Linked DNA regions of Rattus norvegicus: region 1 is linked to region 2. Evidence: chromatin contacts called from public Hi-C data. All regions are on one chromosome and are shown on one strand. Each heading gives the region's core, a stretch centred on a gene start, on an enhancer-like site or on the middle of the called end of the contact. The rest is flanking DNA. Distances are from core to core; before and after follow the strand shown. Region 1 has its middle 73 kb from the start of Lyplal1. Region 2 has its middle 310 kb from the start of Slc30a10.

Region 1 (6,796 bases), core at 3,805-6,304, 420 kb after region 2:
CTCCAGGGTGTCTCCTGTCTCTGCCTCCCATTTCACTGTATCACAATCACTGCCCTGGTGTGATAGATGTGAGCTATTGGGCCCAGGTTTACATGGGTTTACTTATTGTACCATCTCCCCATCTACAATGTATCTCATTTTTATAAATTCATAAGTAATCAAGGAGGCTTAGGGAAGGCAGAGTCATAGGATATGCTCCCAGAAAAGTGACAATAATTTTTGGAAATGGTAGGTAAAGACATTGGTAGATATGACCTAGATTCTTGTCTGGGAAATATTTCAGGTAGCCTACAGCCAATGTGAACTTCTAAGTATGAAATGTGCTATTCTAGACACAGAAAGGACAAGGTGGCTTGATGATGATGGCACCCAAACACTGAGAGATGTACTAAGTCCTAGTTTCCCATTGCATGGGGACTCTTTAAACCTGAATATCTACAAGAGAGGAGAGCAAACTCCCCAGACACTAACAAGAAGGAGAAGGAAAGATTGGGTCATCTCCATGAGCATGTCTTGTATGTGAGTTTTGAGTTACCATCCTAGATCCATTAGTATGTGTAATTATACATGTTAATCAAGAGTCCCAAGTAAGATATTTATAAAGTTAGGCATGTTAAATATTTTGATGCAATAGTCACAAACTGTGTACATGTATTATGTGACCACATGGTACCACATAAACATATACAATTAAAATAGTAATTTTAGAAGTCTGAAGATAATACCAAGGGGGTGGGGATCTTGATTCAGAGCTGGAAGAAATACTATTTTTTTTTTAAACTTTGGTCCAAACATGAAGACATAAGAATGACAAACTGGGGCACTAAAAAATAAAAAAAAATAAACTTTTTAAATTAAAAATATAATTTGCATATTATGAAATAGACCCATTACATGTCAATGGTTCTTACATATTTATAAAACTGTATCGTTATTATCAGCATTTCATCCAAAAACTGTTTCTCTTTATCTTAAAATTGAACTCCTTGTCTATCAGCAAACCAGACTGTCATGTCCTCAGTTCTGCTCCTGGTGACCACTGTTTTGAGGCTGTCTGTCTTTCCCAGACAATGCCCGTGACTGTAATCATGCATCATTTGAGCTTTTGTGGATGGCTTCTTTTGTTCAGCACAGTGTTTTTGAAGTCATCCTCAGTGTAGACAGATCACTACTTAATTTTTTGGCAAGGATTTAGTTTGTCCGGTAGATGTTCAGTATTCCACTCATGGACGTTTGAGTAGCTTCATTTTTCTGACTCTGATGCAGAGTGCTGTTGTCAAAATCTGCACAAGAGCTTTTGCTTGACATACATTTCATTGTCATGTGGGTGTTCCTAGGAGTGGAATTGCTTGGCTGTTTCTGGTTTTTTATTTATTTGTTTGTTGGTTATTTTGTTTATGAGATACTGTGTAGCCCTGGATGGCCTCAAACTTACCATTTAGACCTGGCTGGCCTTGAACTCCTGAAAGCTTACTTGACTCTGCTTCCAGAGTCCTGGGACTAAACCCATGTGCTACAACAGCTAGCCAGAATTTTGAGGTTGTATGGAAACTTTATGTTCACTTCTTAAAGAAGGAATGAATGATTCCTCAAAGGAGGTGTAACACTGGCATTCTGACTATCAGTGCATGGACACCGAAACTCTCACATTCTCTTTACGGCTCGCCATTTTTCTTTCTTACATTCTGACTGCAATTATATGTCAGTGTGACCCGATGCGATCGATAGTGGGTTCTTTTTTCCATTTAGTGGGGGATGGGATCAGTGTCTCCATAAGCACATCCAGGCCTCCAACTGAATATTTAGCCAAGGCTGGCCTGGACTCCTTATTCTTCTGCCTCCAGTTCCTGAGTTCTGAGATTACACCACCACATCTGGTTTACATTTTCATAATGATTAATGATATTGCATGTATTTTCATGTATTTGGTACTCATTTGTGTTTCTTCTCTGAAGAAAAGTCCATAAAATCCTTTGCTAATTTAGAAGTGGGCTAGCGTGTTTTTATTAATATATCATAAAATGCCTTTATTTGTTTTGATATTAAACTCTTATTAGATGCATGATCTGCTTTGAAGGATGTCAACGTTTTATGGGTGCACTTACTAGATTCATTTTTGTTTGTTGGTAGTGATGTAGAGTGTACCAGGACCTCAAGCACTTCCTGTTGGTAATTATCATTTATTGTTATAACTATTGTTTTGATTGTGGGTTTTATTTTGTTTGGTACAAGATTTTCGAATGTAACACATTGGCCTTGAACTCTCCATCCTCTTTCCTTACCCTCCTGAGTACTGAGATAATGGGTATGCCTCAGCAAACCTGGCAGCTACCATGCATGAATGAGTAGAAGATCCTTTGGCCCAGTGGAGCAGAGCCCTGGCAATCTCTCTGGAGCAGCTGGATTGGCTCATTCCTTGCCTGAAATAGGTATCATTCCTATTTGTCCTGTTGGCCTTAGCCTGAACTGGTCATAAGTGTCACAGGCAATGAGAGCAATCAAAGCTGAACATGGAGGGAGATGCTCATTTATCCCCAGGGCTCTTGAAGAAGTAAGGGAAACCATGAAAGCAAAGGGGAGGGGGAGAGGCTAGGGGAGTCGAGCAGGGAGCAGTGGTGGACAGTGTTTTATTCATAATTTTATCTACAATCTGGCTTGACCCGTCTTTGAGCATAAGTTGGATGTGTCACTCACCATTTCATTCAAATGTTTACTTCTGTTCCGCAATCACACTTGGTGTAGTGATCCCATCCCTCCCTAAAGGGAAACTCGAGGTCGTAGGTTACATAACTCATGAACAAAAGCCTGATTCCTATAAGGACCGAGAAGTCACGAACCTTGCTTTTACATTTTCTTATGACAGATTAACAAAGGAGAATACAGATACTCAGAGAGGCAAAGCTATCATACCTACACCCAGACCTGCCAAGCTCTGACTGTTAATGACATCTGAAGCCTCAGGATAGAAAGAGGCAGGGAAGGAAGGATGGGCGTGGGAATGTAAGTCTTTGGAGTGTCTGTCCTGTGAAAGCCATCTGTAGAACTAGTCTGCATCTCTATCCAATCGAATCAGACATAATCTCAGTTTGCTTAGGGAGACTGAAGCTGGTAGCTAACTTTCCAAATGGTGCGCTGTGGAAGATAAATCTGCCTGTAGTTGGAACCTAAAACCAGTGGATATTGTTAAGATGCCACTTGGAAAAAAAATCTACCATTGAGACATTTTAAAGATGACACTTTACTAGTGTTGAGATTAGGCTTTGCCCCGCTCCAGTTACCCCAAGTTGTGCAAGACAGTGGTCTATGCCCTGCCCCAAGAGACCCCTTTCACCAACAGTTTTGGGCTCCAAATTGAAGATGGAGGATGGTTGTACACATCGGTTGAGCAGGGAGTTTACGTACAGATGGCATCATCTGTCTGCCCATGAGGCACAGGCTGAGGAATGATTTATCCTGGAAGGAGAAAGTGTGCTACCTTAAAGTGCATTGAGATGACATAGCACACGAACTTATTTCAGTCATATCAGGAAAGCACCCAGCCTGAGGAAAGAGGGAAGTTCCTCACCTGGAACACATCACACTGCCATGGACGGCGGTGACTCTGTTGACCTGTCATCTGACTTGCTGGTGTGTGCTTTAAACGGAAAACAGGCAGGGAACATCCCAGCATCCCAGGGTCTTCAGCTTGGTTTGCCTTCACTGGTGACACAGCCTATTTGAACTGTTCTCTCTGTTATTTGTCCAGTGTGGAATTCTTGTGGTAGCCATGTGTAACCTAACAAATCTTTACGTCTACACAGTATAGATATATTTGCTATGGAATGTGTGTACTGTATAATTCCTGTTGTAATGTGTGATCTGAGCTTAGAAGAAAACCCATTTCTTCAGCCAGCTCTCTGGAGACGTGGGGATTACTTGACAAATGTTGCCAAGAAAACCAACATAGCTCGGGAACTGATTGTTATTTAATAAAGCCCGGCACTGTGGAAAGATACAAATGTGTCTGTGTTTATAAGACTGTGTGCTCACAGCAGTGCGCCCAGAGCTCTCCTTTTCCGAGATTGTGATAAAGCCGTATTGAAGACTTCGTAAAACAGATAAAGAAATTGGAGTGAGAAATACAAGATATTGACCCAGCACAGCCAGGGATCACGATGATCCCGGGAGTCTTTTTGTGTGATCGTGTCCCATAGCCAAGTTCACTTATCCAAGAGGAACAAATGACTAGCTGGTTCATTTTTTTTTTTAAATGAACGTTGGTTCTCAGTAAAATATGGCTGGGTCCTGTGGCCAAAGTCAAAATTGGAAACTGTTCCCTTCCAGGTTGTTGGCCACCTAGCTTTGAGAGAGCCTGGCTGGAGGTTTGTCCTCTCTCTGTCCTGTGTTCAGCTTAGCATTCCTTTCTGAATCAGTGAATAGTATCTGTCTTATAGCTGAGAGAAATTTGTCATTTTGAGATTGATAATATGTCAGCGGCTCCGTGCTCTACCTACAGCACATGGGAGCAGGCGCCAGGCCGATCTCGGTGTCCACAGGAGTAGGGAATTCTCTTCTCCCAGCCCCCACCCCTGCGCAGAGTTTCCCAGAGGTGAGAGCTGGGCTGCACAGTTATTTGTTGGACGTTAGCTTTCAATCATTTCCAAGGCACAACAAAGCCTTCTTCTCTGGTTATTTCTTTATTTATGCCAGCATTACAATTCTTCATAATAGCCACAGGGGGAACCGTCGGCTTAATTTTGCTTCGGAGCCACTGCTGCTGGAGTCATTCAGCTAATGACTTATGCCCCGCGTGACCGGGCGATCTCCTGAGCTTGCAGTGGGTATTGTGTTTTGTTTACTGCGTATAACTGGCAGTCATTATGCCACCGAAGGCCCCTGCCAGCTCACTGCGTTTATTTATCCCTGCGGATCTCTAGATACGCTGGTTAATATAGAAAACATTTGAATGGTTTAGTATTTTTAAAAAATCCTATAAGTTGTGAATTAAACCACTGTGCTCTCTCTCCCTCACAGGAGAAAGGGTTGGTTGAGAGTGAGCGCTGAATAGCAAGCCCCACCGATTCTCCTGTTTGCTCCATCCTTAGAGATCAGGAACGGAAGCCTGGGTGCTTTTCAGGAATACGGGGCTGTGACTCCGTCATCTTTTGGGCTATGAGATCACCAGTTTTTCCCCTTGGCTGCTCAGATTTTACCATATTAAGGAACCAATTTGCTTAGAGAATTGCCGCACATGTTTACAGGCTGGGTTTGATGGCTGGCAGGACTCACCCATTTAGCCCTGGGGCCAGCCTCAGTGAATGAAGCCTTTACAACCGGCCTGGGAGGTTTTTTTGTCTTTGTTCTGAGATTGCACAGGGCAGATGAACCACATGGGCAGGCAGAGAAAGGAACAGTTTGGGAATGTTGATCTGTATAACATTGCAGCATATTTCTGCATCGGGAGGGCACGAGACCTCCTCCACCCAGATTTGTGATTCCCTCCTCGCCGGACACTGGAATTCACCAATTCATCTAAATGGTCTGTAAGACTCCACGCAACTACGGAGCTCCGCTCCTCAGTGCAGTGAATGACTCGGTACCTGACTTCTTCTTACCGGCTGGGGTTCTGAACTCCGGTCCCCATGTTTTGCCTGCCAAGCTCTTCACCCACTGAGCTATCCTGCTTGCCCCTGGCAACAATCTTGTTCAAGTGCGTTTGTCTTGACACTGTTCCCACTCTGAGAGAAGGAAGAAAAACCTTATTTTTTTTTTTTAATGTTAGCACTTAATTAACCTCCGAAGTGGCTTTAAGCCTCCAGGACACAGGCACCTCCAGCACCCTTTTCTCTTCAGCTCCTCTGCTGATGACTTCGGCCTTCACGATGACAGGTCGCTCAGGGAGCTTCCCCTCCCCCAGGACTCTGTAGCATCCCAATAGCACAACATCCATGATGGGAGCAGCCCCGGTCTTGTTTTTTGTTGCATTATCCCGTGTCTGCTCGCTGACCAACGTCCATGATTTATCCAGGTTGACAGCCAAGCAGAAGCTCTGGTTCCTCTTCAAGCAGTAATGCCTCACCCCAACTTTCCCGAAGCTACCCGGGTTATATTTGTCAAAGTTGATCCTGTGGTGACGCATGCCTCCAGCATCCCCGGGCCCTCCTGGGTGTTTGCGGTGCTTACCCATGTGACCCTGGCCGTGGCTCACGTAGCCTCGGAATTTCCAGTTCTTCCTCAGTCAAGATGGCATGGCGGTGGCAAGAAAGAGGGCAGGAAACCTTACTGTTTTTGTGAGCAGCTGCAGACCCATCTGGACGACTCCAGTCCTGAACTTTGCTTTCTTCCCAATGGCTGTTGGCTGCCGAACTCCCATTTTCCTTTGCTTTTACATCACTTCAACATAGTTCTCTCTCTCTCTCTCTCTCTCTCTCTCTCTCTCTCTCTCTCTCTCTCTCTCTCTCTCTCTCTCTCTCTCTTCCCTCTGGACTAGCTTCATGTCTCTGCCCCTTAGTCAGCCAGTTCTGCCTGGTCACAGAGCTTCTTTTCTCTGTGGTCTGAAGTGGTCCAGTCAAACAATGAACGCTTGCCCCAGGGACCTCAGGCAGCTCGCATTGAACAAAACACAGGGTACAAGGCAAGGGTTGGGTTTTTTTGTTTTGTTTTGTTTTGTTTTGCTTTGTTTTTTGTTTATTGTCCCCCCCCTCCAGGGTTGTTTTTGACAGCAGGTTTGATGCAAGAATAAAATTCCTCAGTTGTTATGATGCATGTGGAAAATTCAACCAATTTTTTTTTTTTAAATCAGGAATTTGGTAAGTTT
Region 2 (7,504 bases), core at 1,887-4,386:
ATGTTCCAGAACCTTCCAAAACAGCACTCCCAGTTGGGGGCCAAGGACTCAAACACATGTGCCTATAAGAGATGTTTTATATTAAAACAAGGGCAAAGTATATGAAGGTAGTCCCAGAACTCTGGAGAGAGACAGACAAAAGAGTGAAGGAGGGTAAACGCAAGGTCCCCGAAGATATTTTTTTAGGGACCCACTTTTGAACTTACTCCCAGGATAATAACCTTAATTAATTAATGGCCCAGTCTCCTCTTAAATATCATACCTCTCAAAACTAGTCATGGAGATTACTTTTCCAATATGTGCTTTGGGGAAGACACATGAACCAGCAGCAGTAGGAAAAATATGAACCCAGAGTATTTTGCTGTGTCAGAAAGTAAGGAGATACTAAAAGGTTAACTAAACCAACCATATAACCAGTCAACTAGCTCTCCATCCACCCAAACAACCATCTAACAGCCACCTAACCAAATAACTTACCAACCCTCCAACCATCTAATCATCCAATTGACCAAACATACAACCATCTAATCAACTAACCAACCAACCAACCAACCAACCAACCAACCAACCAACCATCTAGTCAACTAACCAACTATCTAACCAGCAGCTATCTAACCAAACACCAATTAAATAACCAACTTGCCAACCAGTATATAACTAACCAGCCAACCAACCAACCATCCAACCAACCCAATCCATCATCCACCTATCCATCCATCCATCCATTCATCCATCCATCCATCCATCCATCTACTCATCCATTCATCTATCGATTCATCATCTATTTGTCTATTTATTAATTCATCTATACATCTGTGCAATCAACTAGCCAACAGCAAAAATAAATCCCTGTATTTCTGGGGCCATGCCAAAAGGATACATGGCCAAGAATAGAATAATCTTGGTGTGTGTGTGTGTGTGTGTGTGTGTGTGTGTGTGTGTGTGTGCATGTGCTTGCACACATGAATTGTATGTCAGGAGATATAGGATAAATATTCATGACTCCACATGGATTCAAGTCAACTAATGAATAAATGCATAAGTAAGTAGGAGAAGAGTGTCAATTTCCTTTGCAGAATAATTTAAAGTAATTTACATAGCTGCTATGTCTCCTTTTCCATAAGGGAGCACATGCATGCTCTTTACCCCCCAAACCTGGGCTCCTTGTGGTGGCTTCTGTCCAAAGAATACAGCATGGGGGGAGCCAGGAGCAACAGAAAACAGTCCAGTGAAAGAAACTGACAAACACGGTCTCAGCCTGTGGTAAAGGCAAGACCAACCTCCACAGGTCACAGTGGCAGTAGCTATCTTTGGTGTGATGAGATAAAAATGGCGTTTTGCCTCTGTGGCTTGCTTTCTCTAAACCCATAATTTCAGTCTAATTGTGAGAAAACCATCAGACAGGTTTAAATTGAAGGACGGATTATAAAATACTTGGCCAGTCCTCCTCTGAACTGTCACAATCATTAGAACACTAGGAAAACAGGGGAGATTGTCGGTCAGGAGGTGCCTAAGGAGACTTGACAGCTAAATGCAGTGTGAGTTCTGATAGATCTGGGAACTGAAAACTACATCCAACACAGCTGTTGGCCTTCGTTAGTAACCGTGAGTCAAAGGCCTTTACTAATGAGAGGTGTTGTTCAGAGTAGAAATTGAGTGTGGTTTATGTGGAACTACTTTGTACTATCCTTGTGATTTTTTTCTCTGTAGATATAAAACTGTTATAAAAAAGTAAGATGTTATATCTACTTTTTAAAAACAGAGCCAAACTCAAATGAATTAGAATGTGTGGCAGGTATCTTACCAATTGGTGGGTTATTTCCCAGCTCTACACACATGGTTTCTTTTTCTTTACTCTTATTTATTTATTTTTTATTCATTCATTCGTTCACTTGTTCATTTATTGATTGATTGGTTTATTGCTCTTTTGTTTTGCTTTCTTGTTAGAGGGTCACTCTACACAGCCCTGGCTATCCTGGAATTCACTACATAGATCAGACCAGGCTAACCTCAAACTCACAGAGATCTGCTTGCCTCTGCCTCCTGAATCCTGGGATTAAAGGTGAGCACCATCACAAAGACGTTTTCTGAATACGTGACAAACACCACAGCAGTCCTCCTTAGCCTGTTGTTTCTGGAAGCCCCATATACCATGCCAACACTCCTGTCTATTTGGTTTGGTCTGGTCCTTGGATTTTCTCCAGTTTTCTCCCTGTTGCTGTTTGCTGTCCCACCAGGCATGAGATGGTGTGAGACACACAGTAGGGCTAGGACTTCACTGCCTGATCAGACAAATTGGGCCTCTGCTATCTGTGGAGCCATGAGACCTTACACACCTGCCGCTTCCTTCAGGTGTCACCGTGATCTCCAGAGCTTCCAGGAAACGTTCTCTAAACTTTTTAAATGACTCCCCCTTAACCGTGGATGTTCTGAGGGGAGGAGAGAGGATTCCTCAACTGTGTTCTTTGAAACTCTTTTTCACTTCAGTGGAATGAAGGTGTCATTTCTAGCTCCTCCATGGCTTCTGAGCCCCTGTCTTTTGGTTCATTCTTAGTCTCTAAAGTCTTTCCCTTTTACTAGGATAATTGGGTACCAATGCAGTTATATTTAGATTTTTCTCAAGGTGGGAAATCTCTGGAACACACACCAATACCTGCATGCTGTTCATGTTACATGCATGTTTAATTTATTCCTCTGGAAAATTCCATGCTTCTCCAGGTACTATAAATCTCCAAGATGTCATAGCTTGGGGTAAGTTAAGGCTTTTAGACTCAAAGGACTACCCAAGATCAAACAGACTCTGTTTGTTTCTCCTGTACGAACTCAACCAATTCTTAAATACATGGTGGTTTACACATGCACTCTTGTTTTCCAGTGTTTCCTAACTGCTCCTCTGTTTTCCCTGGGAGCAATAGAGAGAAATGGTAGCTAACATCAGCCATTTAGGCCATAACGAATTGAGCAGGATGTGAAGAAGTCCAAGAAGTCTCATTCCAAGCAAGATGCCACCCAAGGATACCCAGGAAAGAGCTTTAGAAACGTTACTAAATTGCCTGGAGCCCCACACTCAGGAGGTCAAAACCCTTTTCTACTTTGAGAATGTCAGGGCACCTCACTGCCAAAAGATGGCACTACTCACCCACTGTTCATGCCCTGGAACCACAGGGCATCTCCCAGTGGCCTTCCATTAGTTTTCTCATAATAAAATAGTGTGCCCTTGTCCTCTCCTGGTGGATCACAGCTATACACCAGGCCGTTTTCTGGACTGCTCAGTGTTCCGATGTGCACCAGCCCTTATCCCATTGGGTAGATGACACGGACTGTAAACGGTGACAGTGGGCCCGGTACAGAGTTCTACATGCAGCTGTAGACTTGGCCACATAGCAAAGCATCTTCGCTGCAAAATCATCTCTGAGCAGCTCCAGGGTTTTAATTTGTCTCTAGAGTTTGCCTCTCTCAATTTTGTAAACCATGAAAACAGCTGGAGCAATTTACAGACGGTGGAGAAACTCGAACGTCCCCGTTCGAGTACCAGTTCCGGAATCGTGCCTTGTTTCTTGCTTTGTTGTTGCTCCACAAACCAGTTAATGGGCAATGGACTGTTTCAAATTTACCCTGCCCCTCAACACTGCTGTGTGCACTTCCTTTGGGGCATGGCACGGATTGGGGCTAAGTGTGACTGCAAGCCAGCATGGATTTGAGCAGATGTACTTTGTATCGAATGAAATTTGAACAAGAGTTTGGAAAGATTGAGACTTTTAATTTGCTAAATTATGTAAATGCGGGGCCTGAGGCTTTTGGAAAATTAAATCCCACTTTGCTATACTCCCCACCATCCCTAATTTTTTATGACTTATTTTATTTACATGTACGTGTGTATGTTTGTGTATGTATATATTACATGTGTGGGGGTAATGGTAGAGACCAGAAGAGGAACTAGAGTTGTGTGGAACTAGAGTTGTGTGGGACTAGAGTTGTGTGGGACTAGAGTTGTATGGGACTAGAGTTAGGTGTATGGGATTAGAGCTGTATGGGACTAGAGTTGGGAGCCCTCTGACCCGGGTGCTGGGATCTGAATTCAGGTACTTTCGAGCAGCTTGAACTTTCAACCACTGAACCATCTCTCTAGCCTAACCTCCAACATGTGTTAATTGTCCTCTCAGGCTGGGTGCTGTGATGATCAGTGGCAAGTGAGGCAGAATCCCTGAGTCTCTTGATGTACAGGCCATTAGAAATAACACAGAACAAAATGGAGGGCTAGGGTGTTGCTGGGTGAGTGATGAAGCGTGCTTTCCCAGTATACAGGAAGCATTTGGTTTCACCCTCAGTACTGCGGACAAGCACAAACATCAACAAGCCCCAAATGAATCAGCAGACAGCCAGGATGGCTAATAGCATGGGCGCACTGTGTAAAGATGTGCAGACGCACGATCAGCCCATGGGAGCCACTCCAGCCTCTGAGAGTGGGCGGGCAAGCCCAGTGTTGTAGAATGCGCAAGTAGACTTATGGTTTATGTAGAAATCATAAGTCAATGGGTCTGTAACCAGGATGGGAAACTCTCTGAGCATAAGCACCTTTCTCTGGAGGGACAAAGCCCCCAGGAGTGTAAGCACTTTACTGACTGGTGTGGGAGCAGGTAGGAAGGACCTCAGAGGTTTATGGAATGGATGGATGTGGATGGGGAAGCAGGCTCAGTGGCCTCTGGTACCAGCCAGCAGGGAAGACGTCCTCACCTCCTTGGTTCTGAATTTGAAGCCATCACTGCTCTAGTGAGAGTAAAGGAATGGGGGCATTTCATGAAACTTGACTCATTAAGGAATCGCGGAATCATATTTAGAATGGCCTGTGTACTAGGGTAGCATATGTGAAATAAAAGTGCCTAAGGTTAAAAACAGGACATGCTTCATGACTTATTTTAAACATATACTACTTGTAAGCAACTGATCTAAATTCTAGAAACAATGACAAATCCCTACGAAGTTTGTAAGGTTAAATATTTCATATTCTTATGGGGTATATACAATAAACAACACTCTATACATGTGAAGAACAAGTGCATTTGAGCAAAGCTGACTTCAGATACTTGTAAGTCAGATTTCCTGCTAGGCACTGATGAGTAAAATAATATTTAATATCTTGGGGTGATTTATTACATGGAGTTTTTCTATTATTAGCAACCTGTGGTTGAGTTTTCTTAATGGACAAGAGACTAAATTAAGAAATTAAACAAAGCATTTGTGAGCCTAAGCCCCTTTTTCTTTTTGAATCAGAACAGAGCTGCATGATAAGATTTCCTTATATTTTTCAGGTGGTCCACCCCCCCACCCCCATATTACAGTTGCTGGTGTTTCCCAGGGTTGGGGGGTTTGTGCCAGTTCATCTTGATTGCCAACTTGACTGGATCTGCAGCCAACTAGGAGACATATCTCTGGGTGGGTGTGTAAAGGGTACTTCCTAGAAGAGGTAACTGATGGGGTTAAGACCCTTCCCTAGAGCGGGTGTCTGAGATGTCAGACATCTACAGAAAAAGCTACTGCTTTGTGCCTGCTTGTCTTCACCTCTTGCTAATGAGCGTATCCATTCTGCTGCTGCCTCCGCTACCGCAATACCATTTCCTTGACATCAGCATCCAGCTGCTTCTGCTTTCCAGCATGGATTTAAGACTAGTGGTTCTTCAGGACCCCCCCTTCCCCCACACACACCTGAGACCTTCAGCACCATATTGTGTACCATTGAGCCAGTCTAATAAATCCCCTCCCACTGATTCTGATCCTCTAGGGAGCCTTGGCTAACACATGGTAGAATTTCTCATGCAATTCAATATGGAACGGATGTGTGGCCAGGATGACATGGAGAAGCAGGGTGGCTTTAGCTCCCTTATCCAAAATATTTTCTCGATACATTTCGGACTTGTATCAGGAAAGATGCAGCTGGCTTGGTTTAACCGCAAGGCTTGTAATCTGCTCTCTCTTTTTAAATGTGTAGGGTGAGGCCTCACACATCACTGCGAACTAAGATACCCTGCAACACACCAGAGTGGTGGTTTCTGTTCTGCATCCCTGTCTTTGTTGTTTCCTTTTCAGGTTTCCCATTCCAATTCACTCTAAAATTACAGAACCCAAAGAAGGATCTGCCATCCTAAAAATGTTGGTTTTCTACCAGTTTTCTCAATGCTGTCAGATCTACCCTGATGTCAGCACAGTTTAGATGAGAGGCTCACACTACTGGTCTCAGTGCTGGCTCGTGCCTCACTGAAAGCTGTCGCAGTGCAGTGAGGCTCAAGGAAGAAATGTGCCATTCACGCCACCAGACAAAACCCGCCACTGTGACCTTGCTTTCTCCACACCCTCCCCTTCCACGTACACATTGGTTATTACCATGGAAAAACCATGACTGACAAGGGTCAAACTTCTATCCTGCTTCTGAAGATTAACAGGGGTGGGGGACAAAGCTATACTAAGAGAATCCCCAGCCAAATGCTGCTTCCAAAATGTCCAAATATTCACAGTTGGATTTGAAAATCTAAAGATTATACTTTATACTAAAGTATACCAAATTTACTGAAATACTAATATTCAGTATACTAGAGTATACTGAAATACTAAAGATTAGTATGCTTTTTATTGGTTGAATTTTACTGCTAAGCATGGTTGGGAGTTCTGGTTACTCCTTTCTCTTCTCTTCTCTTCTCTTCTCTTCTCTTCTCTTCTCTTCTCTTCTCTTCTCTCCTCTCCTCTCCTCTCCTCTCCTCTCCTCTCCTCTCCTCTCCTCTCCTCTCCCCTTTCCTTTCCTTTCCTTTCCTTTCCTTTCCTTTCCTTTCTTTTTTTCTGAGCTCCTACCTTACACATACTGACAGATAGTTTGGAAGTCTGTGGGAAGTTCCACCTAGGACACATTTTCCTTTTTTACCTCCATCAGCATTTCCCTACCCAGTTTCTTTTGCAGTTCAGTGTTTCTGCCTTTTTAGAACAGTGGGTCAGTTCAGCTGTAACTGTCCTGACAGCCCACATAAACAACAGTTCCTTGGTGGTGTCCTGTCACCAAAGCAAACATGGGTGGGTAGGTTAGGCACCTGTGTCAGCTCTTGTATCTCCCCTTGCCCAGATGCTGAAAGGATTATCTTCACAGGAGGATAACCAGGTCTAACCTTGGAGTCAGTTTCATGTCAGGTTGTTTCGAATGGTATTGACCCACCTGTGTTTCATCTGTCAGGAGGCTAAGTGCTCAGCTCTCAAAACTCTAGGGGTTTGTGTGTGTGTGTGTGTGTGTGTGTGTGTGTGTGTGTGTGTGTGTGTGTGTGTGTGTAAGACAGAGAAGGGGGAAAGAAGGAGGGAGGAGGCGCAATCATAGTCCTTCATGGTTAATAGCAGTACACATTGGAAAGTTATAGAACCCCCATTATGCTATTGGTACCATTCCCATGTATCGGGTGGGCACTGAACCTGGGAAACTATAACAACTGCTATAGGAGTCTGAATCACATTCCAAACATTACATTGTTCA

The links. A called contact is a pair of places that touch in the nucleus more often than the background predicts.
Region 1: a contact with region 2 is called in a Hi-C map of Schwann cells, with 4 times the contacts expected there. The contact joins two enhancer-like sites. A contact is called at or near these places in 4 of 12 Hi-C or Micro-C datasets (the A7r5 cell line, Schwann cells, liver and 1 more).

Annotation. Positions count from the first base shown.
Region 1 is chr13:100,258,652-100,265,447 of GRCr8, forward strand. It overlaps the pseudogene Rpl27a-ps6. Among named protein-coding and RNA genes, the nearest start is that of Lyplal1, 73 kb to the left of the region's middle. Within about 2 kb of position 5,055, at least 48 of the 93 cell types and tissues checked have an H3K27ac peak or open chromatin away from gene starts, as enhancers often do.
Region 2 is chr13:99,836,860-99,844,363 of GRCr8, forward strand. No RefSeq gene overlaps it. Among named protein-coding and RNA genes, the nearest start is that of Slc30a10, 310 kb to the left of the region's middle. Within about 2 kb of position 3,137, at least 1 of the 93 cell types and tissues checked has an H3K27ac peak or open chromatin away from gene starts, as enhancers often do.